Regions from separate parts of the Mus musculus genome. Here all the other regions are linked to region 2. A link is a contact called in public ChIA-PET and HiChIP or PLAC-seq data. All regions are on one chromosome and are shown on one strand. Each heading gives the region's core, a stretch centred on a gene start, on an enhancer-like site or on the middle of the called end of the contact. The rest is flanking DNA. Distances are from core to core; before and after follow the strand shown.

Region 1 (3,343 bases), core at 442-2,941, 760 kb before region 2:
ACACTGCCTGCCATCAGACATATGTGGTCAAGGATAAATGTACTAACGGCAGAGAGGACTGTTGAATTTAAGCTAGAAAGTGTATTGACAAAAACTTACCAAACAGAACATATTTATAACTCTGTGTGTTTAAGAAATATGTGATCTGGAAGGATTCAGAAAAGTGAGAGTAGTTCCATTGGGGGAAGGAAACGGGGAAGAGACAAATTTCTCTTTATGTTCCTTCCCCGCATTCCCTTCTAAATGCAACCTGTAAACCTGGGCTTCCTATGGCTTCCTATGGCTGTCACATGATCCTTCCAGAACCCTCCCAGTGCACAGTGGCCTGGGGCCAGCACACCTTTGCGTCTCAGAGTACTTACTGTACAGCAAGCAGTTAGAGCTATGCAGAACTGCTTTCTTCATATAACTTGTGTATTTGTGAGGAAAAATATTGTTAGCATTGAAATTTTTTTCCCAAGCAGCCATTCTTAGCACTTGCGGAAGACAGTGCAGGAGATGCTGATTGAAACCCATGGAAATAATTAGAGCAGAAAGACAAGGCTGACAAGAACTTATCCCAGGTCTGGGGCACCTTGCTTCAGCTTGCCTTTGAAGAAAATGAATGCGGTGTTAATTGCTGCTGGGTTGAATAGTGGTGACGGAGCCCATTTAGCACCGACCAACCGCCCGCCCGCCCACAGTGGAGAGCTCCCGAGAGGCAGGGAAATGGGAAGTGGAGACACCGATGCCCACCTCCACCCCTCCATAGCCCCATAGCTCAGATCACAGGAGACCACACCTGGGCTGGGGAGGGCAAGTGGGGGCGGGGGTGAAGTATCATTTTAAAAAAATGGCTTCCTGTAATTCTGCAGTATTAACTTTGCTGTTAAATTGAGTCAATAGGTGTGTACTCTGTTCAGGAAAGAGAACAGGGAAGACACTAGATATGAGGAAGGACACTGCGTACTGGCTAGCTTACTTAGAAAGGAAACTCTTGCTTGTCGTGGAACTTTAAGGGAGGCTTCCTCAGTGCCAGAGTAAATCTCACCACCACCGTGACTGCCACGGCAGCAGGGGTACCTAGCCACCAGGGTGTGGACCCTTCACATCCTGAAGGTGAGGCCACCGGATGGATGGAGAAGAATTGCTGCTACATTTTATCAGTGATCCCTCAGGCCAGTCCCTGGTGTCCCTAGTTCAGGACATCCGTGCCTTCCTCTCCTTCTTGTATTTTGTGTTATTCTATTTTGTATTTTGAGATAGGATCCCATCTTTTGTGTGTGGGAAGAGGGAAATAAATCATGTGACACCACCCCCCCCCCCTCCCAGCGGGGCCTTCAGGGACAAGTCTGCTTTGTGTTATCTTTTTGCCCGGTCTCCGTTCTGCCTCAAATGTGAGTGCCACTGTCTCAGGTTAGGTCACAGTGTTAGAACCACAGACGGGGGAACCTACTGGCTGTCCTGGGTTCCTGTAAACTAGGGGACAAAGCTGCCACAGCCAGACTTAGCTGCGATCATCGGCATCAGGTTCTTTTCCTGGGCAGGCTCTGCTTGACCTTGTTTAAAATGGCGCTCTCCTCCTCCTCCTCCTCGGATTAGGAGTCTGAAGTTGAAGAATGAGGAAACATGTTCAGTCCCTCCCAGGTGGAGCCAGCACGGCAGTCCATGGCAGTCCACGTGGCAGCCTCCCCGGCTTTATGTCCCTGAGCTCCGCCCTCACTTGTGTGTCGCTGTCTGACAACAGCCTTTTCGGCCCATGGTTTTGTATCTTTCACATTTGGCAGAGTCCCAGTTTTGTGGATTTTTTTTTCTCTTAAAGACATTGGGTTTTTCAGAGAAATTTCATCTGTGGCTTTTGAAAGTGACAAACAAGTTAACTGTATTTTAGTCAATAATTTTTATCAGAAAATCTTGCTCTTAATTTCAAAGAACCCGGCACCATGCATTTCCAGAACTTACTTTAGTTTAATAATGAAGACATTTCTGTGGAAAGAGCAGTTTAAAGTGAGAGGCTTTCTGAATTCTTTTGTTCTGTCTGTATTAGAAGAGATTTTCAAGAAATTGTGAGCTTTTTTTTTTTTTTTTTCCTTTTGGTTCTCTGTTCATAGCAAGGACTCCAGAACATAGGGGCATGCCGTGAGGCTAGAAGTTCTGTTTAGGTTGTCCAGAATGTAGAGGGCTGGAAAAGAGGCCTGCCATGGCTGCCTGCCAGGGCGGGGCAGCTGGCAGCTGACAGTGGAGAGCAGGTGCCCTGTGGGTCTGGGCCGTGTAGACAAGTAGTTGGCAACAAAACCTGAAGTGAAGAGGGGGCTCGTGATCTGCTGCCAAGGTTCCTGGTGGTGCCCAAGTGACCCTTCCAAATCCATCCGTTTTTGTTCTCTCTTGAGTGGAGCTCATAATTGCTTCCTTAGCACAGCAATCTCCCAGTGCAGTCCCCGGGCCAGGGCCACCAGAATACAAAGGAGACGAAACCATGGCCAGTGAGTTGGGAACTTTTGTTTTCTGTTCAGTATTTTAAAATCAACCCCACGTCCCCTCTGTGTGTGTGTGTGTGTGTGTGTGTGTGTGTGTGCGCGCGCGCGCATGCATGCATGCATGCATGCATGCATGCATGCTTGCACAAGTGTTAGTGGGGTCAGGGAATGACTTTATGTGGTGACTTCTTTCCTTCCACCTTCATGTGGGTTTCAAGGATGTACCTTAGGGCAGCATGGTGCATGGTAGTCAAGGGCCCTCACCACTGAGCTATCTTGCCAGCCTCCTTACTTAACCTGTATGTTCATTTGAAGTTCTGTGTCATACTACCTCCCCTGTAAGTTCCCAGTGCACACTTAGCACTTTGAAAGTCTGTGAAGTTGGGAAACTGATGGAATTTTGATCTGATTTTTGAAACACACTAAAACTAATAGCTGTTGAATCTGAAACAAGCAAAAACCCCCCTGGGGAATGACACAAACCTGTAACACCATCATCACAGGGACAGTGAGGCTGAGGCTATCACACTCAAGGCCAGAGTAGGCTGTGCGGAAAATGTTCTCTGAAAACAGTGGCAAAGCCCCTTAGCACCCTTTGTCTCTCTTCTTTTCTGTTGTGATCAAGCAACCTGAAAAACACACCCCAACCTACTTGTGCTTGGAGCTTGAGGAGAGGGACCCACCAGCTGTCGGAAGGGACTTGGCAGTGGGAACCTGAGGCTTCCTGCTAGTGCCTGGACGTCCCAGATGGCCCCAGACTTGCCCACACTGTTGGGACACATGAGTCTGTGGGAGACATTGGACATCTAAACCCTAATAGGAACTATTTAATGGGGTCTTCAGACAAGCAGTTAATAGTGGTTTCGACCATTCAATAGATTGACTTC
Region 2 (3,236 bases), core at 113-2,612:
TTTGTTATCTTTAAATTAATCAACTGATTTTTTTTACCACCTAGAAGAACAAGTCACAATAGTAAACACAATTCAGAAACAATCAGGTTCTCAAAACATCTAAACAAATATACCACTGATACAATCAACTTAACACTAGTCACACATACACAAAAAAACATGGCGAAGGTCTAGTACATCATTCCTGACAATTCTCTTCACGGTGAAAAAAAAAAAAAAACACGACTGCCCAATAAAATGATTTAGCATTCTGTGCATGATTTAATTCTCTACCTTTTAACAGACTGAAAATTTGTAAACGTACGCTTTTTACAACTGTTTACACACATACCTACATGACTTTGTTTTGTTTTTTTTAAAACATGTGAACTCAAAGACCATGAAATTTTTAGCAGTAGGTATATTTTTCCAATTTTCAGTTTTGATACCGGGATCACATCCTTTCGTTTCTTTATATTCATGATCTTCATTTCCCCCTTTTAAAATCTAGTCACCATTACCCATTCTGTCTCTGTACATCCCCAAATATTACTGATTCAACCATTTCCCTTAATCTTTTTTATTTTCTTTCCCATATACTCCCTAGCCAACACACACACACATACATACATACACACACACACTTTCACATGCTCATTCCATTTCAAAATATCCAACTCTGACACAGTTGGTTGGCTTTTTTTTTTTCCTTTCAAACAAAATCACTTCTATATTGCTCTCCTCTCCTTAATTTGGCACTCCTTTTGAAATAATTTTCCACAGTTAAACACCAATGTCTTTCTTTCACAACATCCATCCGCGGAAGAGGAAAAGATTAAGAACCGGGCAAGCGAAACATTTGGGAATGTCAAAGAGACAGCGGCCTCTCGGTCGGGAGGAAAATACAACTCTCCTCCCCGAGCTGTCGACACAGCGAGACTTCTCTTCGGCGTGCTCCGGTTCCCCTCCTGACCTCAACGCCACCTTCCTGCTGCTCTGCTTCCCTGTCCTCCCTCGGCTGTGTGTCCGAGGGGCAGCAGAGCCCGGCGACCGCCACCTTCTCGCCGGCAGCGGCCCCACCACTCACCTGGCAGGTGCGGCCGTCCCGAGAGCTGCACGAATCGGTTGAGCTGTCCGGTGCCCCGACCCCCGCCGGCCGCGCCGGCCCCGCTAACCCCGCTGGCCCCGCCGGCCGCGCCTCCTCCCCGCCGGCGGTTCCGGTCCCAGCCCTGGGCAGCCGACATGGCCCGCTAACGATTGCCGCAGCCCGGTCCCGGCAAGCCCCTGCCCCGGCAGCGCGAGCCGAGCCTCCTTCCCGGGCTCCTCAAGAGACCCGGGAGACGGGGGCCGGGGTAGCGCCGGGCTCTCCAGCAACCAATGGCTGGCCGCCTTGGTGACAGTGGACCAATGGGCAGTCTCTTTCTTGGCAGGTGGAGGGAGGCGGGGAGAGACGTGGTAACCATAGCTATAGCTAAAAGAGATGGGGGGAGAAAAGGCGTAAGCAGACGCTCAGAGAGCGCATCGATTCCCGGAGCTCGCCCGCTTCTCCGGGATGCTGGGGGCTCAGACCAGATAGTCGAAGACCGAGCGGGGAGGCTACGCCAGAGGAGACTCCCAAGCAGGGTCGCTGCCTCAGCATGGTCGATACTCCGGAATTCTGTCCCATAAGCACTGCATTTAGAAACATCATAGGTACACAATGCATGTACTTGGTGTTGGTACATCTGTCTGCAGTTCTGCAAACTGAGCCCCGGTCTGCGGACTGTTGCCACACACAAAGGGCTCACGGGAGGTGGGGGCAGGGGGAGGAGTCAGATGAAATCTAAAAAACTCCTGGCTTTCATCATTTGTTTTGTCTCACGGTGGCACTGCCGGGACCCTTCCCCTGCAAAAGCCACGTCAAGAGCAAACAGCTTTAAACCCGATTAGCAAATACCGAAAACTGTTCGATATTAGAGTAATCATAGAAACACAAGTGAAAATTTCAATAAGAAAATCTTTCAGGCATCAGTGAAGATCTTTATTTAAACACGCGGCTTGTGTATGCCTGCCAAGAAAAAAACAATAGAAAAAGATACTCTCTTAGATGACACACGATCAAGTAAATGTTTTACTCACACACACACACACAAACAATCCACCTCAATTGTCTTACAATATACACAGTTAACGATAGAAAATGGAACGGACGATGTGATTTTAAAATGTAAATATCAGAAATTCCCATCGTTTCAAAATTAAACCGAAAATTTGGCTTTGAAGTTGGGGAGGCGCAGTGCACAGTGGGAAAATGCAGATACACATTGCTGTTTCCAAATAAGGAAAAAAAACATAAATTTCTCAAGGGAAACAAAACCTTTCAAGATCTAATCTGATGGACTGCTGACCCCCTTGATGTTTCACACATGAGAACCTCACATGTTGGATTTTTTTTTTTTTTAAGGAGTGGGGTGGAGAAGGAGAAAGTGCTGAGACCAGAAGTCTCCTTTGATCTCAGTGAGCAAATTTCATGTCGTCATGAAATTTTGGTTTTTTGTCTCCACACCCAGTTTCTGTAGGAAAAGAAGTATTTTTATCCATTATGCATTATGATACAGTTTATTGAAATGTTTGACATCTGATAAAAAGAAAACCCATGGAGCTGGGGATGAAGGTAGCTCAGTTGCTTAAAATACTTGTCTAGCACCAAAGGTACAGTCTCCTGCCACAGTATAAAACTCAGCATGGTGACACACTCTTGTAATCCCCAACCGAGGATGGTGGCAGAAAGATCAGGCATTCAAATCCAGCCCCACTCAGATAGATACATTACAAGTTCAAGGCCAACCTTAGCGGCATAAAATCCAGACTCAACAACAACAAAAACAAACAAACAAACAAACAAACCCAGGACCACCAAGAGCTAGAAGGATGTATGCAGAGCACTGGCTGGTCGTCCAGAGGACCTTGGTTCGATTCCTAGGACTTACAGAGCAGCTCTCAACCATCTGTAAGTCCAAATTCAGGATCAGACGCTCTGTTATGACCTCCTCTGGGTGCTGGGCATGCAAGTGATGTACAGACAGACATAAGGGCAGGCAAAACACCCAGATATATTAAATTAAATTAAATTTAAGAAAAAAGGCTGGACCAAACAGAAGCCTAGCGTGATGGTGCTTGCCTGTCTCCCCAGCCCAACACCTCACTGGCAGAAGTAGGAGGCCCATAAATTCAAGTGCCTTGGCTATATAATGAGTTTAGAGCCACTCTGTGATTTA
Region 3 (3,230 bases), core at 630-3,129, 720 kb before region 2:
GGAATATGAGAATCTCTGTTCTGATACACAGCTAAATTTTACTATTAGGCAAAATACTGGTAACATTAAACAAAGCTAGATCAGCTGAGAGGACAGTTAAATGGTAGCTTCCTTCCTGTTGGTGTTGGGATGTCCCAGTAGATAATGATCCTGAAACAAAATTTTATTTGCGAATACTTGGTTTTCTTAGTTGGACTTCTCGATTCAGAAAGTATTTGTGGAAACATATAGAAGGTTAAGATAAAAGCTTGTGTTATGGAAGGAACAAGCTTCCATACTTCACATTTCATAACATTCTTAAGTCTATGTTGTAAAGACGAGGCTTCCCCACCATTTGGACTGAAATATCTAGTGAGGATGGAGGAGAGAAGTTGGAAACTCCCAAGGCTTCTGCTTGGTTGCAGACCTGTGGAAATCAGTATGGAGCAAAGAGATACAGAGTGGGGCTGGAGCATGGCTCATGACTGAGTGCTGACTGCTCCAGCAGAGAATCCAGGTTTGAACTGCCAGGGTGTTCGAGGTCCTCTTTTGGCCTCTGACCCTGGTGCACATAAACTCATGCAGGCACATAACACGTTTAAAAAAAATTTTTAAAAGAAATATAGGAAGATGGTGTCATTTCAGATATGTGTCCTGAGTGGGTTTTTTTTAAATCTCAATTTACAGAATTTTTATGTCCACAGAGTGTTGGAAGTAGTTAGGTACTCAGAGCAAGCACCACTTGTGTAGGGCATACATTCACTTGGATGCCTGTTGCCCGAGTCAGGTAGCTGAGTTGGGGAGTCCATGTAGAACTCATTATATAAAGTTGTTGATTTAAAGCCTATAGCGCAGCGCATCTGTCCGGTTCCCGCGCCTTTTCCTCGTGCACATCCTTTGGCAGCGTGTCTTTTGTTTCCCCAGGCACACAATCTTCTAATGCAGCCTGTGAGTGGCAGCCCCTTTGACATAGGTCACCCAAGACCATCAGAAAACACAGATATTTACATTATGACTCCTAACAGCAAAATTACAGTTATGAGGTAGCAACAAAAACTAATTTATGGTTGGGGGTCAGCACAACATGAAGAACAGTATTAAAGGGCCGCAGCATTAGGAAGGTTGGGAACCACTGCTCTGACATAATGTTTGGATTCAGTCTCAAACACTGACTGCTCTTCCTCCGGCATTTGTCAGCTTGGATTTTACCCCTCTAGCATGGAGGTGGGGGTTGGGGGGAGGGCAGGCACAGGCAACTCAACCTGACTCTCCTTTCACAAAAGTTACAGATGCTCTACGTGGGGTTGTCCTGATGACTAGAGTCAGAGAGAAATCACCCAATGGTGTCTGCGGTCAGCAGTGTTAGTTCTCTAGACAGGCAAATGGCCCTAAATGGTAAAGTGCAGGATAAAGACCCAGGATGCTTGGATGAGGGGCACACTCTTGGGCCCCACAGAGGCATCAACACAGGTTGTTCAAGAACACATTGAAACATTTGTTTATGAAGGCTGGGTTACACCTTTGTTTCAGCTCTTGTTAGTTTTTCAACAAAAGTTAACATTTCCTTTTTTATAACTTTCCCACCTCCATGGAATCCCCAAACCATGGCCCCGGCCTCTTAGCCTGAGAGTGTGGTACCTGCCTGCCTGTACCTACTTCAGACTCACCAGCAGTCATATACAGAGAGCAAGCTCTGGCATTGGTGTGGGATACGTTGGTAAATTGCCGGTGTCGACATCATAATTCTCTCTCGCCTGGCGGAGGAGCCAGCTCTCCTTGTGGTTGGCTGTGGTTTCCTCTGGGCTGGGGAGAGTGGCAGGGAAACAACGAACCCTGTCTAGTTTTGACTCTGCCCGGGTGTAATGCATCCTGCGGCTCTCCTGAGATGGGCTGTGAGAGGCTTACCAGAAGGTTGGCAAATGAGACTTCCACACGCCTCAGCACCCGGTAGCCAATGGCTTGCTGAGCCAACATAGATTACCCCCTTGTGGTTTCATTCATCAAGGGGATCCCCGGCTTCATCAGAACACAGCCATGACTCTTCCCTGCCTCCTCCAGAAAAGCAAGTGCGCACATCTTGCCCTAAGAAGAACTCGGGGTGCCCTGGGTAAGCAGAAATGGGAGGGATCCTCCCCTAGTTTCCTCTGTGTGGATTGGGGGTGTTAGGGAAAGAAGCTCAGAGCTGCTTTTCTTTGAGTTTTCTTTTTTTTTTTTTAACCCAACTGCTATTCAGCGTTTCCTTCTGTCTCACCCTCTTCATGTGTAACCCACCTTCATCAAGTTGTACTTTCAGTTTCACATTTTAAATTACAGGATTCCTCTTTTCCTTGTGCATTTGAAAGGTTTTTGTAAACTAAGTAGCCACAGTTACTAAGTTACTAATTACGCCTAGTTCCTGGTTCTAAACCAGTTTTTAGGAAGTTTTTAGGAGGTGCTTTCACAGCTAGGCAGAGGGGAACGATCCCTGTAATGAGTTTAGGAACTGATGGTAACATGTCTGTCCGGCTTGCCCGTCTCAGAGGCCAACCTCGGAAAGAACACTGCTGAATCTTTTCTGGTGAAGTCAAGATCTCTCTTCCCCGTCTGTTGGTCTGTTTTCTGTCGGCCAAGCAGCTCATCCCTGTCTCTGGGCGTGGGCTTTGGTCTGTGTACATTCAGTGTGGTGGCATTTTTCTAGAAGAAGTGACTAAATCTTCTTGGATGAATTCTCTCTTTGAACGAGGTGGTTGGTTGCATCAGAGAGGCATTTACAGTAAATGGCTCCCCCTTCCTGTGCTGGCCACATGCGAAAGAATGCTCTAATTCTTGTTTTGAGGAAGCAGGAGCTATACAGCTCTGAAAACTCCCTGGTCTCATTAAATAGCCAGATTTGAATCTTAAAATTTTTTTCAAGTTGGAATCACTTTGTGCTCCCTAAATAAATGGCGCAGAGAGAGAAAGCTTTCCACTCCCGAATTCTGTCTGGAGCGCCTGATAGTTCCCAGTTCAGAAAGAGGAAATGGCATTGAATATAGATGTAGTGACGAAGGTCTAAAGTAAGTTCTTCACAGCCATTTTGTATTCCGGCCATCTGCTTCTTAGGTGTATGGGTGCTTGGTCTTTGGTGCCCTGGTTCTCAGTGCGATCCCGTAGCTCTTTGCCGAGGTTCTCAGGAAGCAGGTCTTCCCCCTAGTGGAAATGCGTGAGGGCGCTCTGGCTGTTCTTTGAGGGAACTTTAAGGTGCAAGCCCCATACAAGAAAACGTACGCAGT
Region 4 (3,230 bases), core at 58-2,557, 790 kb before region 2:
GCCAGAGGAGCTCTGAAGAGTCCCTTAGGTTGCAGGCCTGTCTTCCTAATTGAGCACTATGAGATTGCTGTGCTTAAACATATACAGACGGGTAGGACTTGTGTTCAGGATGCACGGCAGTGAGTCTTTTGGTGCATTCAAACAGATCCTTAGTCTACTACTTACTGCGCAGCACTCAGTAGGTGTTTCTCAATAACAGACAAGAGAGCAGAAAATGTCTTCCTAGCTGTCATTTCCGGTGTCTTTAATTTAGATAGGGTGACAGAACCCAAGTGTGAAACCTTCCCAAGAGGGCTGGCAGGGAGGTACTGCATTTTACACAGCCTTCGGCCTATAAAGTTACAAACTAGTTGGCATCTCTCACAACATGGCTGGTTTGGTTCCCTTAACCACAGTGGGTCAGGAGGGCCAGAACTGAAGTTCACACAGTCACTGGGAATTGGGGGGGGGGGGGCAGTGTGACAGGCAGAATGGAGTATCTGCAGTTGTTGAGTTATCAGGTGTGTATCGTGCAGGGTAGCTGGGGTCTTGCAGCTACCACAGCTCTGTGGTGCATGGATTTCAGACACTGCTTTAGCACTGGCTTTTGTCTTCAGCGTCTGCATTGTCTTATGAAACCCAGGCTGCTTTGTAGTTTCAGTTGGACAAGGCACAGTTTCTGAGAGGTCATAGGTCAGCTAATGTTCAAAATCAATATATTTAGTCACATGCTAAACGCAGGCATTAGATGCTTATATAAGGCCTTATTATTTGCTTGTGGGCAGTGCATACAGAGAGACCCAGATTGCTGAGTTTGGCAATTTAGCGAGTAGAGCCCTTTCTGAGCAGACACAAGGATCTGAGCTCAATACCCAGACCCCATGTAACAAGTTGGAGGAGGAGGAGGAGGTGTTGGTGGTGGAGGTGGTGGTGGTGGTGGTGGTGGTGGTGGTGTTCCACACTTAGAGTTCCAGCTGTAGAGAGGTAAAGACTAGTAGGTCCTTGAGCTTCACTGGCTGGCCAGCCTACTTACTTATTAAGCTCCACACCAATAAAAGACTTTATTTTAAAAACAAACAAACCCCCAAAACCACGGTGGTTGGTAATCGAGGAAGGACACTAGAGGCTGATCTCTGGCTTTCACGGCCGCGCACGACACACCTGTGAGGAAGAAAAGCAGGTCCAGGCTTTCCTCTCACATAGTCTGAGCGCGTGGGTCAGGTGGAGACGCTCTGTCATCTGGTGTTTGCTGCAGTAGAGCCCTGCTCAGCTTCAGATCCTGGCGCTGACACGCACCATTGTTTAACTTCGAAAAAGGTTCTCTGCTGCCCTAGACCTTGAAAGGATCTGCATCCGGCGTGTGCCAACAGGAAGCGGTACCTTGTCCTAGGTGGTAGAGGCCTAAAGCAAACAGTGGCTGTAAAGGGCTCAGCAACTCCAGTGCACACGAGTCCTTTGTTCACATTTGGGGCTTTTGTGCTGTTCTCAGAGCCCAGGGAGAGTGAGTGACTTAGTTGGAAGTTCATTGTTAGACATAAGGGTTGAGGTCTCTGTGTGGAATGGTCACCCAGACTGGATGGCACAGCCAGAAGCAACCCTTTAAAATAGGGGCAGAACAAGAACTTGACCTTGTGTGTCACAGAAACAGACAAGTAGTTTTCCTTTCCATTTTCTTTGAAGTTAGAGGGGTGATTTAGACTGATCGAGAAGTGACAGTAACTCAACTCACCCATTCTTGTAATAAACACCTGCTGATCCAGCTAGTTGAACCTCTCTAGGTCTGGTATCCCCTGGTCCACTTCAGGAGCCGTGTTGATGGTTGACTGTCACCTTTGCCTGGTTTATGAGTAAAACTACTAAATAATAATTTGACAAGTTAGAAAGAAGTGGTAGAAATGACTCAGTGGCTAAACATACTTAACTGACCTTGGCCTGGAGTCATATGTGGAAGGGGATTCTGGGAAATGTAGTTCCCTTTAACCAAGCCGATGGATTGCAGCACAAACACACCCCCACACACCCCCACACCCACACCCACAGTGCAGTGAAATACATTTCTGTACTTCATTGTTCTTTTGGGAACTAGAGATAGAATTATTTTCGTTTTAAAAATATCAGAAAAGTAGTTGGTATATCAAAGTAGTTAGCAAATATTTAACTTGATTATTGCTTTCTCTCAGTAGCCTTACCTGCGTTTGAAATGGCACAATAGCTAAAAACAAAACAAAACAAAACAGGACTGTTTTGATCATATCCTGCCTCCTGAAAGCCGTTTTTGTCATTTGACAGTTTGAATCTCATAATGCAGTATTTTCTAAAATTGCCCCATATAGTGCCATCTAGTGGTAGATTTCTGCACAGTAGTTCACATCCCCACCCACTACCCCCAGTTTGTTTGTTTTTTTTAATTAGGTTTTTTTTTTTTTTTTTTTTTTTTCCTGTTCTTGTTCTTCTAATTGTTTCAAGACAGCCTGGCTGTTCTGGAACTCAGAGACCTTCCCACCACTGCCCAGCTCTCACATTTTACTTTCTGATAAATCAGTAAGTTCACTTTTAATCATGCTTCATTTTCTAAATATAGTTAAAGGGACTACATCTAAAACAAATACTTAGAAATGGAAAAAGAATGAGGAAAGAGAAAACAATTGGAGTGGAGTTTTTTCCTCTCCAGGTTTTCTGTGCATCAATACACACACACACCGAGTTGGTTTTTGTCTGTTTACTTGATGATTTGAACATACACATAAAGTCATTTTTGTTTGTTTATGAAAGTCACATGATTGTTTCACAAGTGTGACGTAAGGAACATGGCTCAGCTTTGCAATCAGGCATGCACAGGCATTGCATTCTGTAAGGTAATGGGTTATTGCTGTCTGCCAAGTGGCATTCTGGCCACTGCATGTGTACCAACTCATTCCATATTTACCAACTTTGATTTCTCATGGCAGGATTGACCTCTGCTGCACACCCCCACCCTGTGTGCATCGCCGCTTAACTTTGTGCGTGTGATGATAATAAAACTTCATAATGCCTGGCATTTAGATTGTAACGGAGCGCGTTATTCACAGCCCAGCGAGAGAATCTGAACTTATCTTTTTTCCTCCATCATAACTTTGTTGTGTTTGTTTTTAATTAATGATTGATTGGGGGAATCTAGATGACCTTAACACCTCACTCACTCCCGAACTCGACCTAACTTCTTACGTCTGGAATGTTATTTGTGGTCCAGTGAAACAGACACTGATGTTTTG
Region 5 (3,048 bases), core at 208-2,707, 790 kb after region 2:
GAGTTTCTGGACAACCAGAACCACACAAAGAACCCCAGGCTGGCCTCAAATATGCAGCAACCCTCCTGTCTCTGCCTCCCAAGTGCTGGGATTATAAATATGGTCCAGCATGAACAGCTTTAAATTCTCATCTTTTAAAATGAGGTTTAGGAGCTGGAGAGTTGACACACTCACTGATCTTGTAGAGAACCCACACTCAATTCTCAGGATCTATATAGCAGCTCACACGGTAACTCCTCCAGGACCAAGTTGCACATGCATAAATATGTAGGCAAAACACTCATACACATAAAAATAAGTCTTTAAAACTATTTCATTAGAGCTGGGCGTGGTGGCGCACGCCTTTAATCCCAGCACTCGGGAGGCAGAGGCAGTCGGATTTCTGAGTTCGAGGCCAGCCTGGTCTACAGAGTGAGTTCCAGAACAGCCAGGGCCCTCTACACAGAGAAACCCTGTCTCGAAACAAACAAACAAACAAACAAACAAATAAGCAAACCAAAACTATTTCATTAAAAAAGGACTTATTTTGGAAGGTTGTTAATCTTTCACTACATTACATTACATTACACATGGTCAGCCTTCATTAGATACTAACAGTTATTTTTAGTGAAGCAGCAATATTGGGAAACTGGCATGTTAACTGAGGATTGCTAGACAGTTGATTTTGTTTGTCATTTATTTATTTATTTGTTAATTATTTTCTGAGACAAGGTCTCTTTGTGTATTCCTGGCTGTCCAGGAACTTGCTCTGTAGACTAGGCTGGTCCAAACTCAAGAGTTAGGCCTGCCTCTGACTCCAGAGTGCTGGGATTAAACCTGTCTGCCATCACCGCTTGGCTGTTTTTTTTTTTTTTTTTTTTGGTTTTTTTTTTTAAAGAGACAGAGTTCCACGTATTAGAGGCTGGTCTTGAATTCCTCCTGATGGTGTTGTGGCTAACTTCCAAGAGCTGAGATTACAGGCTCTCTTCCTTTCTTTCTTTCTCTCTCTCTCTCTCTCTTTCTTTCTTTTTTTTTTTTTTTTTGAGACAGGGTTTCTCTGTGTAGCCCTGGCTGTTCTGGAACTCTGTAGACCAGGCTGGCCTCGAACTCAAAAATCCGCCTGCCTCTGCCTCCCGAGTGCTGGGATTAAAGGCGTGCGCCACCACGCCCGGCTGAACTGATGTTTCTTAAACACTCCTTGGAGACGGGTGAAGAAGTAGGAACCGGGAGGAAAGACTTTGGATTCCTTGCTGACGAGATAAGATTTGGTCAGGAACGTTAAGAGTAGCCAGACTTGAAGCTCAAATAAAGACTTACGCACCTAGGAGACTGACTACCTTGTGCCTACTTCCCCTTGGTTCTCCTAGTCCGGCAGGGTCACTTCCGGGAGGAGGCGGGGGAAACAAGAGGAGGCGTGCCGGGAAGGAGGCAGTTTGTGGTGCACCAGGCGGAAGTGTGCCAAAGTCTACGGACGGCCACTTCCGGCCCGGGGAAGCCCTGCTTCGGCTCGCTGCGTGGTTCGTGTCATGCGGAGGTAGGCCTCTGCGAGCAAGGCGGGAGGTGCAGAAGCCAGAACCCGTGTCCGGACTCGAGAGTCTGCGATTCTGGCGGGAAGACAAGACAAAAAGGAGGCAGGAACCTGAAAGCGACCTCTCCGCTGTTTCCGAGGGGGCAACTTCCACGAGGAACCCCCCTTCCCTGGTAACGGCCAGAAAGGAGGAGATGGCGCCAGTCAGGGAGCGGCTGTGGCCGAGACAGTGAGGACGCTTGAAGGCAGAGCAAGCGGAAGCCTAGGGAGGAGTATCGGGCTCTTTGCTGTCATCGCCGCCGCTCCCGCCAGCATGGAGGGAGCCAAGCCAACCTTGCAGCTCGTGTACCAGGCGGTGCAAGCGCTTTACCACGACCCGGATCCCAGCGGAAAGGAGCGCGCCTCGTTTTGGCTTGGGGAGCTGCAGCGTTCGGTGAGGTTCGGGGAGAGTCCGTTCTGAGCCGCGCGGGACCAGGGCCGAGTGGGATGGGATGGTTCTCCGCTTGAGTGGAGCGCTTGGCAGTGGGAGATCCTCTTTCCGAAGGAGCTGGTGCCGCGGGGTGGGGCTGAGCAGCCACAGATGTGCTGCCTTTCGGAAACCAGTGGCAACTGATTGGTCACGAACGGGCCCTTTCCCTCGTCTGTGGAATCCGTTTTGTAGTTCTGTACGTCTCGCTTGTGGTCTGGCTCTCCTTTAAGTGCTTTTGGTACACCTTCCGTATTCAAGAGTTGCATCTGGCAATACCTTCCCTTTGGCAGCCTTACTCACCCCTCAGTGTCCCTTGCCGATTTTCATTCGTGTTATTCTCGAAATTTCTCAGGCTTCTAGATTCGTGTTCGTACAAATTTTCTCCTCTCATTGGAGTGCAACGTAATATAAAGAAAAATTAGTTATGGTTTCAGGAAATCTTTGTAGTTCTTTTGTTTTATATCAGATTCCTACTGTATTTCTTCTGCCTGTACGTTTTTATTTGTAAGATGGCTATCATAGCTATATTAATTAGTCCATATTTTTGTGAGCATGTGGTGGAGTGTGTGTTGTATCTATCGTATTTCCACATGTTAAATTTTTGGGCTCATGTTTTTTCATTTTTTGACTCACACTTTGTATTTTCTTCCATGATTTTTCACACTCACCTTTGCTATGTTTTTATTTTTTATGAATTTTAATAGCTTGTGATTTTGCTGACAGTGTTTAGGTTTTAGTCTATGAACTGTGAAATTCTTTGAAAACTAAGGAGCCTCTTAACAGACTAAGTACCTACTTTCTTTTTCTTTTCCTTGTGTTTGGTGCTGGGGATCCAGTCCTGCCTACATCTCTAGCTCTCTCTCTCTCTCTTCACCCTTTATTCATTATTTCATTTTATACTCACAAACATGAAATGCTTGCTCTCCCTTTTCTGTTTAACTCATAACTGATGTTTAATGGTGCTGTATCTTCTTAAATAAGCCCCTAGGTTGCAAGTACATAATTAAAAAAAAATATTTGCCACTTTAACTCTGATGGTTGCATGTAAATGTGACACTCAAGTTCTTGTTTA
Region 6 (3,042 bases), core at 207-2,706, 970 kb after region 2:
CTAGACTCCTGCGCCTCCCTACCCCCACTCAGAACTGACACACCTTCCAAATCTGGTTACACTCAATGACTTCCTCTCTTCCTCAGCCTTCCCCTCCCTCCAGGGCAGCTTGACCCTTAGCTGTAGCCAATCCCAGGCCAGGTGGTGGGTTGGAACAGGGCATGGACAGGCAGGAGTCCCCCTCCCAGACGACCTAAACGACCAGGGCAATCAGGGGTTAAAGCTCCCAGGACGTTGCTCAGTGCCTTTTTAGGTTTCTGAGGCCGGGTTCTGTTTGCTCTAGTCCGGCCAGATCCCAGATGGGGAGCACATGCCTGCCAAGCGCATCAGCGAGCTTCAGGCCACTAGTCTCCCTGGCCTCAGGGCCCTGAGAACCCAGAGACGACTGGAACCTGTCTTAAGACTGCTTTTGCCCAGCGACGAAGGCGATGGGAAGCCATTTGCTTTCATGTGGGTGGCGGGATACGCCCCCAAGGAATTAGCACTGGGCACCAGCCCTGTCCTCGCAAGCATGTGCAAGCAAGGGTGGCCCGGTGGAAGGAAAAGAGGGGACTTTGGGCAGGTCGGTAGGAGTGTGTGTAGGGAGGCTGAAGCTAAGATGTTTGGACAACTTCGGAAGGGAACTTCTCAGGGGTGCCACCTGTCCTAGAGGGGTATCTGGGCTCCAGCCTGTACTGGCGAGGGAGAAATCAGACCAGGCAAGGGAAAGGTTTTCTGTTCCGGATCTCAGTACCCGCACCTATGTGACCTGTTCCTACCCCCGCTGTGACCGTTCCCTGTGACCCCCGCACTGACCGATGGACACGAGCTTGATGTGTTCCCGCTCCAGGAACTCCAGGGCCACAGACACATTTTCCAGCTTCATTTGGCGGAAGTTGGGGCGCGGGTGGAACTTGCGGTACATGCGCTTCTGGCTGAGCACTTCGAGCAGCGCGATGAGGCGCAGCCCGTCGCTGAGGTCTCGCTGCAGGTCGGTCAGGCGCTTGCCCACACACTTGAGATGCTCGTTGCACCACCGCGTGAATGTGTTCTGCTGGATCTTCTTCCACGGTGCGTCCTCCGCTAGGTCCTTCTCCGTGGACGGCATCTCGTCCGCCTCGTCAACCAGGCCGAGGCCGGAGGCGTCCGAATAGTTGCTGTTGTTCATCATGGTGGCGCGGCGGGGGGCCGGGGGAGTACGGCCTGGGGATCGGGCTGTGGGTGCTGTCGGGGCGGGACGCGGGGACACCGAGTTCTCGGAGACTTCGTTAGCGCTCTGGGCGGCGGGGCTCGCTGGCCTCTTGGGCTGAGCTGCTGGGCTGTCCGGCTAGGGCTCTCTCTCTCTCCCGGGGCGGAGCGGTGCTCGGGAAGTGCGGGCCGGGCCGGGGCAGTGGGTTTAAGAAGCCCCCGGGCTGCCGACCCCCCCGCCGCGCCCGCAGCCCCAGGGTCCACGTCAGAGCGCCGGCCTCCCAGGAATGCCGCCCGGCCCGCGGGTGGGGGCCGCGCTGAGCCCCACGGCCCCGCCTCCGCCCGCCCCTCCTCCACGCAGTCCTCAGCAGGAGCGGGGATGGGGTGGGGGCGCTGGCCCTGAGCTTCCCCATGCACACTGTACACCCCAACCTAGTCTTAGCCATTTAGGGATGAGGGACACTCCTTCCACACTCAGATTGGGTTAAAGAAAGTAATGGGGAAACTGAGGCAGTGGTTAGGGCTAGACAAACTGATCTGGTGTTGACAGAACTTTCTGGAGTTGGTGACAAGGCTGTTGACACAGCCTAGGAGTCCTGGCTTCTAGCCTGGTTGTATTGTCCACCTGTGAAGAACTCAGAAAGGAAATTGTGTGTGTGTGTGTGTGTGTGTGAGAGAGAGAGAGAGAGAGAGAGAGAGAGAGAGAGAGAGAGAGAGAGAGAGAACACCAGAAGGAGCAGGGACATTGACCAGGAGAGACTGAGTTCAAGGGGGCTCCATGACTTTTGCCACTTTACAAGAAAAAAATGCTTAAACCGTTATTTGGAATCCAAACCCAGGGCCACAGGGAAACCAAGGCTCCTGACCTGACTCAGTGTCCCTGGTCATTAGCCCATTTAGACTCACTGGCTCAGAATGAAGCTGAGCTCAGAACAAGGGTACCCAGTGAGTCACTTTGTGTGCGCCCCCCCCCCCCCCGTGACTCAACCAAGTTGATGAGAGGACAAAAGGGCTGCCCAGGTAGTACCAGGGAGCCCCCTGGGCAATGTGCCCACATGAGCCACAGGGCAGATCTTCCCAGGGAAAGTAGAAGTGTGCCAAATAGCAGGAAGAGCCCTGGCAGAGCAGCCAAGGGAAATGTGACTGGGGCAAGTGGGCAGGGCCAGGGGCAAAGCGGGCAGGAAGGGAGGCAGGCTAGAAGCCTAGGCAGGATTGGGTTGAGGGCAAGCCCAATAAGGTGAGAGACATGGGAAATGTTCACAACAGAGAAACTGAGGCAATCCAAGCTGCCTGCCACACACAAGGGAAGGACCTACAAATGAATTTACATCGCAAGGAGAGGTCAGATGTGTGTCCACTGCTTCCCCATCCTTCGAGACTAAGTAAGCTTAGCTTTGAAGGAAGACAGTCCTTAATTCAAGCCATGTGACCGCTGAGGCTTGGGTAAATCATTTTACCTTATTTCCCTCCTCGCAGTCATAATGAAAGGAAAGGCAATAATAAAGCATCTTTGGGAGCTCTTTCCTCAAGGGCAGACGACAGCGGTGCCCACTATGGACTTGGAAAGGAGTTGGGGGAGGCGGAGCTTATGGTGAAGCTCCCAGCAATCATTTCTTTTTCCTTCTCACCTAAGGAGAAGGCCTGGTCCTTAGGAGGGAGGGGGAGGGCAGAAAGGGCCAGGAGCAGAAAAGAGCCCTGTGGTGCATGGTGTGTGGAGCAGGGGTGTCTCTGGAGGCCCTGATAGTGACAGGAGAGGTATAAATAGCTAGTGCCCCGCAGCTCATGTTCGTTGGCTGCCTGTGACAAGGCGCTTAGGAATTCCACTCTCCTGTTGGCAGCCCCCTCCTTGTCTCCCAAACTGTCATTCTCCCAGAG
Region 7 (3,127 bases), core at 454-2,953, 820 kb before region 2:
AGCTGACCAGGCCGAGCCGTGGAGGAATGCTGGGGTTCGCCCGCAGAAGGGATGGGACCAGAGAGGAGGGGTAAAGGAGACCCCAGTAAAGGGCAGGCCATTTCAGGTGAAGAAAGGTAAGAGGAATCTGTGAAGTCAAGGGCCAGGCTGTGGAGGAGATTAAAGGAGGTCAAAGAGAGGTAAGGGGGTAAGGTTGCTGAGAAGAGAACCAGCTGCTTCTTCCTGCTGCTGCTGCTGCTGGTGGTGGTGGGGTTAAGTATTTGGGAAGGCCTGAGCTGGGTACATAAGCAAAGAGCCTGAGCTGGGCGGTCCAGGCAAAAGAGGGTTAAAAGGATGAAAGAATTAGACTTGAGGTTAGAAGGCCATAAGGATGGGTGTTAGAATTAGAGGGAGACCTAATGCATTCATAAGTGATGGAGAGAGACGGATAATCAAGGCCAGGCCGGAATGTTGGTCCTCTCCCATCCCACTCCTCAGTTACTGAGTTAGTGTTTTCTTATCCTTTTTCCACAATTCTGCCAACCCCGTTTTCCTTATAAAGACGGAAAAGTGTGAACCAACAGAAAAATAGCAATTTAATCATAGATTTTACTTATAGGATGTTTTTCCATGGTACATAAAAATGTAGAGACAGAGAATTGCGATTCGAAGTAGACCCCCCCCCCCACACACCTTGCACACACATACATTGCAAGTCATTAAGACTAAGGACTTCAAACTTAGTTTCCATACATCACTAGACACGAATAAGCCTTTAAACGCTAATACTTAAGTTAAATGCTAGCAGTGGGGACAGAATTGGTGGTTTGGAATATCAGGAAAATGCACGTTTGCGCTCTGTCCACACACACGCATATATATGTATATATAATTTCTAGTGTGTAGCATGCACAGTATGATTAAGGGATAAGCATGTTTCCCTGATCATCTTATTTCCAACCAAGCACGCATTTTATGGCAGTCATCTTGTCACCATTTGGAAGAATGTGGTCAGAAAAGTAGTGCCCAAACTGCCACTTTGGTTTTGTCTGTACCTTACAGGTCATGGCTTCATACCTCACTTCCTGACACAAACAAGTTTTTACTGTTGTCAGCAACAAAGCCCTAATATAGCCGCGGAAGAGAAAAACTGCCTTGCATTTTGCCTCTTGAGAGCATCATCAACAGTTACCGGAGGAATGTAATTCCAGAAAGCTCCGAAACTGGTAGTGATGGTAATTATGGACCAAATGCCCGGTTCTGGTTGTTATTTTCTGGGCATTTCTGTTCTACCAACGATCTGCGAGTGAGCTCACTGAGAGGGCAAATCTGGCTTTTCTTTTTGACTTTGTAAAATTTAATCAGGCCTGATAGGGAACTCACAGCTCTTGGGGGAAAATAAAGTAGGAACCACGAAATGTCATTTTAACAGAGCGTGGGCTTGGTGACTGCAGGAAAGGATTTAAGGACGCTCCTGTTCCGCTTGCTGTGTAATGAGCACTGGCTCCACGCACGCACCGACGCCATAGCTCCCGGATGCAGTGGCTCCCTTATCTGGGCTTTCGCAGCGCCACAAGCCCCTTCGGGATGCTTCGAGGGGCTCCTGGTGGGTGGTGGTACAAATGCTGCCGCCGCCGCCGCCGGCGGTCCTGCTGCTGTTGTTGCTGCTGCAGTCACGTGGGAGCCCCTTTAAGTTTCCATAGAGAGGCCTCTCCGGTGTCACATGATGGACATGATATAATGAAACAACATTGTGGAGAGGAAAGCATTAGGGGAGCCCACGGCTACAAAACAAGTGAGAAGAGGTGGGAGAAAGAGAAACTACGCCACCTCCTCTGCAGCCGAGCGCACGCAGCAGCCTGGCGTGACAAGTGGGCGACGCCAGGGACAGAGAGTGGGGGTCCTCCGCCCGCTCCGGGGACCCTGTCGCCCACCGTGGTGCGCTGAGCAACTTTTAGCCGGCAGCCCCGCACCTGTCTCAGAGTCCCCATCGCTCCCCACCAACCATCATGGGAAAATTCTAGAAGAATACGCTCTCGGAATCTACGTGCGCATCATTTTCCTCCTCACTCCAGAGGAAGGAACCAGAAAAGAGAGCAAAGCGGTGTAGTGTTCAGCCTCAAGGTAAGTTCTTTAGGGTGGGGAAAACGGGTCCAGCAGGACTTGGGGACAGGATTTGGTGCTCAACTCCCACCTTGGGGGTGGAAAAAGCGTCCCCGCACTCTCGGTGAGGCAGATGGGTTGGCGCGTCATCTGTGCTATTTTCCCGGTGGACTCTCTTGACGTCCACCCTCGCAGTCCCCGGGGCCCCCTTACGGTCCCCCACAAGGGGCCTGAGGCAGCGGGCCAGGATGCTCGGCGGGTGAGCGAAGGAAGGTAGGGTTGCTGCGTGAAACGGGCATGTCGGAGCTATTTCGCCATGTTTGTGTTGCTAAGAGCACTTTTTTTTCCCCTTTGCGGTGGCTTGATGCCACATGGCTCCTCCGGAGCTGCTGCCGGGTTGAGAGCGAGTGGTTTTTTTTTTTTTTTTCAATGTCCGCATTCCAGCTAATGTTGCGCAGATAAAATTCAAACTTGAGGTAAACAGACGAAGAGGAGGAGGAGGAGGGGAGGGACCGGCGGGGGGGGGTTGGGGGGGGGGAGGGAGGACTGTTTCCATTTCGAGATCCCACCTCTTCACTCAGAGGAGACCAACATCCCGAACCTAGAGGCAACTCATGCATGGCTCCCACGCCCCCCCACCTCGGCCGTCAACAAGAAGTAAGGGCTGGGGGCGAGCGGTTGGGAGGGACGCGACGTTTTGGTTCTAGGGGGAAGGTGGGGGGAGAGGCAGCCCCTGGGAAGCCGGAGCTTTGACTTCGGCTATTATTTTGGCGGAGGGAAGCAGGATGCGTCCTCTTGCTCTGGAGATGGGGGGTTGTATGTCCCCCCTCTCTATCACTACCTAATCGTGTTGCCTCACTCCCCCCCACCACAGGTTGCCCCCACAGGCGGGATGGGTGGGGCTTTGAGGTTCCAGAAGGCAGGTTACCTAGCAGGTGTGTAGGGTGGGCATTTGGATTTGGTAAGTCGCTTGGATTTGGTAGGAGACCATGGGGGAGGCAAAGCGAGTGCGTAGGTAGAGCTAAGTCTAACGCTTATGTATGGG

What was found. ChIA-PET counts read pairs in DNA pulled down with a chosen protein or histone mark. HiChIP or PLAC-seq counts read pairs in DNA pulled down with a chosen protein or histone mark.
Region 1: a contact with region 2 is called in a FOXA1 HiChIP or PLAC-seq map of pancreatic cancer cells. The contact joins the enhancer-like site here to the promoter of Klhdc10 in region 2. A contact is called at or near these places in 3 of 39 promoter capture datasets (the HPC-7 cell line, embryonic stem cells and pre-B cells), 1 of 484 Hi-C or Micro-C datasets (palatal mesenchyme) and 7 of 115 datasets of contacts at active chromatin or transcription factors (T-cell acute lymphoblastic leukemia, acute myeloid leukemia, astrocytes and 4 more).
Region 3: a contact with region 2 is called in an RNA polymerase II ChIA-PET map of effector CD8 T cells, with 37 read pairs. The contact joins the enhancer-like site here to the promoter of Klhdc10 in region 2. A contact is called at or near these places in 1 of 484 Hi-C or Micro-C datasets (erythroblasts), 10 of 115 datasets of contacts at active chromatin or transcription factors (the 230-238 cell line, the NIH/3T3 cell line, bone marrow-derived dendritic cells and 7 more) and 1 of 9 other capture datasets (embryonic stem cells).
Region 4: a contact with region 2 is called in a FOXA1 HiChIP or PLAC-seq map of pancreatic cancer cells. The contact joins the enhancer-like site here to the promoter of Klhdc10 in region 2. A contact is called at or near these places in 7 of 39 promoter capture datasets (3T3-L1-derived adipocytes, the HPC-7 cell line, embryonic stem cells and 4 more), 2 of 484 Hi-C or Micro-C datasets (embryonic fibroblasts and pre-hematopoietic stem cells), 2 of 115 datasets of contacts at active chromatin or transcription factors (astrocytes and pancreatic cancer cells) and 1 of 9 other capture datasets (macrophages).
Region 5: an RNA polymerase II ChIA-PET map of memory CD8 T cells shows a contact between it and region 2, with 12 read pairs. The contact joins the promoter of Tnpo3 here to the promoter of Klhdc10 in region 2. A contact is called at or near these places in 2 of 484 Hi-C or Micro-C datasets (CD4 T cells and olfactory sensory neurons) and 3 of 115 datasets of contacts at active chromatin or transcription factors (bone marrow-derived macrophages, large pre-B cells and memory CD8 T cells).
Region 6: a contact with region 2 is called in an HNF4G HiChIP or PLAC-seq map of pancreatic cancer cells. The contact joins the promoter of Flnc here to the promoter of Klhdc10 in region 2.
Region 7: an RNA polymerase II ChIA-PET map of memory CD8 T cells shows a contact between it and region 2, with 52 read pairs. The contact joins the promoter of Lncpint here to the promoter of Klhdc10 in region 2. A contact is called at or near these places in 2 of 484 Hi-C or Micro-C datasets (embryonic stem cells and uterus) and 5 of 115 datasets of contacts at active chromatin or transcription factors (the NIH/3T3 cell line, astrocytes, embryonic limb bud and 2 more).

The regions. Positions count from the first base shown.
Region 1 is chr6:31,157,804-31,161,146 of GRCm38.p6, reverse strand. All of the region lies in intron 2 of Lncpint (long non-protein coding RNA, Trp53 induced transcript), which reads left to right. Among named protein-coding and RNA genes, the nearest start is that of Lncpint, 59 kb to the left of the region's middle. Within about 2 kb of position 1,691, at least 76 of the 459 cell types and tissues checked have an H3K27ac peak or open chromatin away from gene starts, as enhancers often do. A contact at or near this core is called in pancreatic cancer cells, where this site is marked.
Region 2 is chr6:30,399,981-30,403,216 of GRCm38.p6, reverse strand. It overlaps Klhdc10 (kelch domain containing 10), which reads right to left and starts at 1,362. Exons shown (of 10, transcript NM_029742.3): 1 at 1,067-1,362. The coding sequence starts at 1,223.
Region 3 is chr6:31,125,305-31,128,534 of GRCm38.p6, reverse strand. All of the region lies in intron 3 of Lncpint (long non-protein coding RNA, Trp53 induced transcript), which reads left to right. Among named protein-coding and RNA genes, the nearest start is that of Mir29b-1, 64 kb to the right of the region's middle. Within about 2 kb of position 1,879, at least 247 of the 459 cell types and tissues checked have an H3K27ac peak or open chromatin away from gene starts, as enhancers often do. A contact at or near this core is called in the 230-238 cell line, the NIH/3T3 cell line, bone marrow-derived dendritic cells and 6 more, where this site is marked.
Region 4 is chr6:31,189,863-31,193,092 of GRCm38.p6, reverse strand. All of the region lies in intron 1 of Lncpint (long non-protein coding RNA, Trp53 induced transcript), which reads left to right. Among named protein-coding and RNA genes, the nearest start is that of Lncpint, 27 kb to the left of the region's middle. Within about 2 kb of position 1,307, at least 71 of the 459 cell types and tissues checked have an H3K27ac peak or open chromatin away from gene starts, as enhancers often do. A contact at or near this core is called in the HPC-7 cell line, liver, pancreatic cancer cells and 1 more, where this site is marked.
Region 5 is chr6:29,608,258-29,611,305 of GRCm38.p6, reverse strand. It overlaps Tnpo3 (transportin 3), which reads left to right and starts at 1,457. Exons shown (of 23, transcript NM_177296.5): 1 at 1,457-1,940. The coding sequence starts at 1,821.
Region 6 is chr6:29,431,567-29,434,608 of GRCm38.p6, reverse strand. Flnc (filamin C, gamma) reads right to left here and starts at 1,456. Exons shown (of 48, transcript NM_001081185.2): 1 at 796-1,456. The coding sequence starts at 1,150.
Region 7 is chr6:31,217,050-31,220,176 of GRCm38.p6, reverse strand. It overlaps Lncpint (long non-protein coding RNA, Trp53 induced transcript), which reads left to right and starts at 1,703. Exons shown (of 4, transcript NR_110471.1): 1 at 1,703-2,103.